Regions from separate parts of the Xenopus laevis genome. Here region 2 is linked to region 1. The links are chromatin contacts, called in public Hi-C maps. All regions are on one chromosome and are shown on one strand. The core of a region is the stretch at or near the end of the contact, and the rest is flanking DNA. Distances in the headings are between cores, read along the strand shown. Region 1 overlaps mnt.L (MAX network transcriptional repressor L homeolog). Region 2 has its middle 14 kb from the start of mnt.L.

Region 1 (3,083 bases), core at 308-2,807:
AGAAATTGCTGTCAGTGGCCGCAGGGAAGCAAATCAGACGAGAAACTAACATATAATGAAACAACAGCATTTGATTTAATTGATGTTATTTTTACAATAACATGAATAGTAATAATGAAACAACAGCATTTGATTTAATTGATGTTATTTTTACAATAACATGAATAGTAAATGTTACATTCTTCAATCTTAAGAAATTAGGAAAGCAATTTAGTAAATTAGGAAAGCCCTTTTGCGCTACACACTGCTGGGGTTAAATTTGTACAATAAACAATGTCCCTCTCCAGATCAGGAAATCTCTTTGCCCCAGTTTGCTGTAAACATCACATTTGTATAGTGCTGTGTAACTCATGTATCCCCAGATTGTGTCAGGAATGAAGCCAAATTAATGCTGCAAGTAAATATACACACACCTTTCAGGTCTACAATATGTTTTCACCTAAGATATATATTTTCTTTATAATTTGTAGTTAGTAGATGTGGTAGTGTAGCCAACCTTGAATACAATAACTACAGATCCGCTCATTTGGTAAGGTTTTGCCTTTTATCCAGTAACAGTATCAGAGAAGTGCATGGTGAGTGTGATCTGCTGCAGGCAGCGTGCTTGTGATGAACTGTGCTGCTGTTTTAGTTAAGATTGCTACATATGAAGGGTGGTTTCTAGGTTATGGATTTTTCTCTTTCCCATTCTCTTTCTCCCCCCCCCCCATAAGTATGCAGGCAGTGAATAGATTAAAGACTAGTCAGGGAGAAAATGTTCCCCTATGCAAGACCACAGCAATTCTGTATCTTGGCTACTAGCGGGCAACTCACACTTTTGTAGCTGTGAATTTTTTAAGCTTTGATCGCCTTGTTTTCCCACTAACTGAAGTAGTATGGGTTTTAAACAGGTTTATATTGTAAGTTGGTGCTGTCAATTCATGCATTTATTAAGATTTTTCAGTGTGCAAATTTGGCTATTTTTGGGCTACTTTTAAGGGTCAGGGCACACACTCAGATTCGGGGAGATTAGTCGCCCGGCGACAAATCTCTTCTTTGGGTCTACTAATCTCCCCGAACTGCCTCCCGCCGGCTAGAATGTAAATAGCCGGCAGGATGGCACTCGGAGCAACTTCGATAAACAAAGTGCTCTAAGTGCCATTCTAGCCGGCAGGAGGCAGTTTGGGGAGATTAGTAGACCCGAAGGAGAGGAGAATTGCCACCAGGCGACTAATCTCCCCGAATCTACGCATGTGCCCTGACCCTTAAAATGGCTTTTGGCTACTTTTTGGCTACTTTTTTGATAGCCCTTGGCTGGTTTTGTAATGTAAACCTGGCAACCCTGATGTTTATGTGCATTTGACGGAGAACATACTAAAATGACTGGAATATCTAGGGCTCATTTGCCAACAGGTGAATTGTTGTGTGCATCAGCTGTCGGTGTCCTGGAATATGTCAATCAGACCCTGCTGCAATGGACCTTACAATCTTGGTCCCAGTCAAAGCCAAAGGTCCATTTGAGCATGAAGCAGTTAACCAGGTTTGGGCGTGTGGGAAGAAAACCCAGGCAGGCACTGGGACAGCATCCTAACCAGGGACAGCATGCTAACCAGGGACAGCATACTAACCAGGGACAGCATGCTAACCAGGGACAGCATCCTAACCAGGGACAGCATCCTAACCAGGGACAGCATCCTAACCAGGGACAGCATACTAACCAGGGACAGCATGCTAACCAGGTCACAAATAAAAGCCCTGACTGGGATAAAATCATACATTGCTGATGTTTATTGCTTTCATATATAATGTGTTATTGCCAAAATTGTACCAGCAGCAAATATCTGTTGTCACTCAGCTCTTAAACAAAGGTCTAACCCTCACACAGGCAGCGCCTAACTTACCGCGGGTTACCGCTTTAAGAGACTCCTCCCCCCTTCCAACAACCCACCCCCTTTGATTTCACAGAAGTCACACACGTGTCAGCAAACACGTCAGGCTCTCCCAGTCCCTCCTCCCCTTTACTCCCTTTTTGCCGGGAAATGAATTGGAAGGCAGCCAGTTGCACAGCCGCCCCTGCTGCCAGCGTGCATTCCATTTATGGCTTGTACAGACAGCCTGCCACAAGCCGTCACCCATGTGCTCGTAGAAGAGGGAGAGGGAGGGGGTGGGGAGAGCAGGCGGTAGAAGAAGAAGCGCGTGGGGAAGGGGAGAGGGAAACACTGGCAGGCTTCCCTATATAATGGTGTCTGCCTACAATCAATTGAATGAATCAGGGAAGTCACGAGATAGTTTAACCCTTCTGTTGCCGAGGAGGGAACAGCGAAATGGCAGGAAGAGGGAAATGCTGGGTTTCTAATATTGCAGAGACAAAGCCCTGGTAACAGTCAGGCATTAATACTTCAGTAATCCGCACAGACTCGCTTGTGTTTGGTACCTAAGGAAACTCCAAGCAGCTCATCGTCAGCTAGACTACACATTGCAGCTTTATTTATGAGTCACATGCTGCCACAGGCTTGGGAGTTGAAGTTCAGCTTGAGAGTTGCACACTGGAAATGCTTGCTCTAAGCAATCAGCACACACGTCTTGGCTGCAGGCCTGCTACAATACCTGCCACTTACTTCTCCATCACATTTCTCTAAGTGCTTCACTCACCCACAATGCAAAGATGTTGGAACACTTTATAATATATATATATATATATTTATAGTATCCTTGTTGCTGCTGATTTTTCTGCTCTTCCTACACTTTAGCAGGATGTAAGTGTGAGGCCTAATGTTAATTCTAGCGTGCTGAAAATGAAGCAGCAGTGTACATAGTGGCAGATTAAATCTGCAGTGAAGAATGAGGATAGAGGGCAGATACAAGTAGGGCTGCCACCTTTTCTGTAAAGAAAATACCGGCCTTCCTATATATTTATCTTTTTCCCTATTAATAACATTGGGATCAACCATCATTTTTACTGGCCAGGCAGGTAAAATACCGGCCAGATGGCAACCCTAGATACACGTAACATGTCAGCTCTAAAGCTGGACATAGATGCAAAGATTTGTTCAGATATGTACGATTTTCGGGCAGTGTGGAGTGTCCCGTCATTTTTCGTGCCA
Region 2 (3,083 bases), core at 429-2,928, 65 kb after region 1:
CATTTCAAGTACACAGAGGCCCAAACAGCCCACACAGGCTCAATAAATAGTGACTGTCTATAGCATCTTACAGCAGCCTCTCTGGCATTTGCCAGAACCCAAAGATTATTAGTCCGGGTCCAAGTACAAGCCCTGTGTTAGCTGCCTGTGTTGCAGCATACATCACTGTTTGCCACCTTCTCCTCATTCCTTTATAAATGGATGCATTTTAAGTACACCTCCTGCATGGCTAATTAGCAATACATGATTAATATTGCAGACCACACTGGCTTTTGTGCAACCATGCATATAAGTGAAATCATAAATAGCCACACGGTAGTTGGGTTAATATGCGAATAGTATATAATAGATATTCCCTAGCAGAGAATACAGTGAACCACATACTACTGTTTTTTGTTTGCTTGTATATTTACTAAATAGCCTTTTAAAGTGGTAGGTTGCAGGGTATGTAGCTTCCTGTTGTAGACAACAGCAATTACCAAGGTATGCCAGTGTATCGATCACTATCTTGTCTTACCATACCTGTAACCCTAACTTATCAGTTGCGGGTCAAACCAGCTGTTATGTTATGAGGGGGGGGCAAGGGCCTGAAACAGGGTAGGCAAATAGAAGAGGTACATGCTCAGCTCCCCCTCACCTTTGCGCCCTAGACACATGCCTCTTCTGCCTACCCCTACTCTGGCCCTGCTACTTATAAACAAAGAAAAGCAACTGGAGACAGTTCTAAGCATATTTTCTAAACTTTGGGGAATTCACAAAAACAGAGCTACGATAAATGATGCAATAGTTAGCAATGCTGCCTTACAGCATGGGGTCGTAGGCTTCATTCCTACAAGGCCAATACCTGCAGGGAGTTTGTATGTTCTCCCCGTGTCTGCGTGAGTTTGCTTCCACGCTCCAATAACATACAGGCAGGTTAATTGATTTTTTATAAATTTGATTATAGTGTATTTGAATGAACGTAGGGCTCTACATATGGGCCCTTTTTTGCATCTAAAAGCGCACACTGAGCACGTAAGAATGCAAAAGGGCATAAAAGCTTACAAAAAGACAACTAAGGGCATTTTTGTGACACATCTCTCTATTTTAATATATCACAAATGGATGTCATGGGCACAAAAATGCAGCATGTTACATTGCAATTGCAGGGAGTCTTGACTGCAAGTCACATGAAGCATACAATGAAATCATGCAGTTGATGTGTTTAGGTGTGCGCAGACTTGCTTCTGAAGCTCACGTATAGGGTTGTCCTGGCCGGTAAAAATGATGGTTGATCCCAATGTTATTAATAGGGAATTTAGATAAATATATAAGAAGGCCGGTATTTTTTCCAGAAAAGGTGGCAACCCTACTCACGAAAAATGCACTAAAAATGTCTCTCTGTAAGAGCCTGAACACTGTAAGCTCCACTGAGGCAGAGACTGGTGTGAATAATGTATAATATCTGTAAAGCTCTGCAGAATATACACGATTCACTCAAAGCGGAATACGGTTTTCCTTGGGCCGATGACCCTAACCAACGCCACATTCCGGTAGTGAGAGGGTTACAGTTGCAGCTAGCAGGGTGCGCCTCTTCTCTGGTGGATCAGTGTATTTTCCCCACATGCTGTTGGCTAGGGGTGTGTGTGGGTGAGGCCACGTTTCACAATAATCCAGGGGGAGGAGGCTCAAGGATGGCTGAAAAAAAAAAAAAAAACAACGTGGAGGAGGAGGAGCCTGGGATTACACAAACGCGTGATGTGAGGAGGGAGATCCTGCCTAATGACTACTGCCTCTTTTGGCTCCTTAAAAGGGCAACACGTGGGCCGCCCTGAGCCATTTAACTCTTTCTGTTCCACTAGGGTTTGGTTGGATATTTACAGTTCGGAGCCGGTTACGTGTAGAAGACTGCACTGCATTCATGGGATGTTATACTGATCAATGCTAAGATGGATTTTTGCTGTGCAAAAGCAATATATGCAACTTAGTTAGCCAATACATAGGATCATTTAGATTGTAAGTTCTAATGAGCAGGGCCCTCTTTACCTCCTGTATCAGTCAGTATCTTGTTTGATGTATACACCCATACCTCCTCTGTTACCTGGTTTTGCACTCCCTCCCATCACTATATGTCATTCCCACGAGTTTTACAGTTTCTCCGGCTGCATTGAAGGAGATTGTGCGCATGTGCAGAGGCTAAAACATGGAAAAATGTTGCAGCGGCATGCACAGGTCCCCCGAAAGTGCAGGCCCTACAGTTGACGTCTCTGCACACCCTTTTATTAAACAGCTATGCAGAATATGTTGGCACATTGTATATTTAATCACCTGTCCTTGCGGATTATCTTATGTGGGGAAAACTGGTTTGATGTTGAGATGGCGAATTGATGCTCATAGGTCAGCCATTAATGATGCTTATACAGATAAGAAAACCACCGAACCGGTTGCTAAACATTTTTTGGAGGTGGGGCACCATTTAGCTACTTTTAAATATATGGCAATTGATTATGTTCCGATGCCTTGGAGAGGAGGTGACAGTGAAATTATTACAACGTGAAGCTTTTTGGATCAAAACACGGGATACATTGTCCATTAGGGGAATGAATCAATACTGTTATTTTAGCTGTTTTTTGGATAAGCAATAAAAATGTGGGTGTTGCTCTGTGTACATAACTATATACATTTATATTTAATATTACCTGCCCCACTTGCTACAAATGTTTTCATTTGCTGTGGCTATATAATTAGCTTTACTGAGTATTTTATTAACTGATTAACTAATTAAGAAACACACTTGTTGGTGATGTCATGAATTAGGTGGAGCTTATTTGGTTTTAAAATTGTGTAACTGTAACTGTAAGTAAATAATACTTAAAGGGCACCTATTAGTGATGTGTGGGTAGGCACTCTCTCGACTCAGCAAGCCATTATTATTTATATACCCGTGTCTGACATGGCTATCTGTGATGTCACCAGACAGGCAGACGTGAGTATATAAATAAGGAATTGATAGCATTGCAGATGGCAGGTGACCCACTAAAGTCCTTTGCCCATGTAGCAGCCTGCCCACACATCCCACACCAGAGGTTCAGGTTCGGGCTTAT

Evidence for each region. A called contact is a pair of places that touch in the nucleus more often than the background predicts.
Region 2: a contact with region 1 is called in a Hi-C map of the XL177 cell line, with 2.9 times the contacts expected there. A contact is called at or near these places in 3 of 4 Hi-C or Micro-C datasets (the XL177 cell line, the XTC cell line and animal cap).

Annotation. Positions count from the first base shown.
Region 1 is chr2L:48,489,349-48,492,431 of Xenopus_laevis_v10.1, forward strand. All of the region lies in intron 4 of mnt.L (MAX network transcriptional repressor L homeolog), which reads right to left. Among protein-coding and RNA genes, the nearest start is that of mnt.L, 50 kb to the right of the region's middle.
Region 2 is chr2L:48,553,758-48,556,840 of Xenopus_laevis_v10.1, forward strand. No RefSeq gene overlaps it. Among protein-coding and RNA genes, the nearest start is that of mnt.L, 14 kb to the left of the region's middle.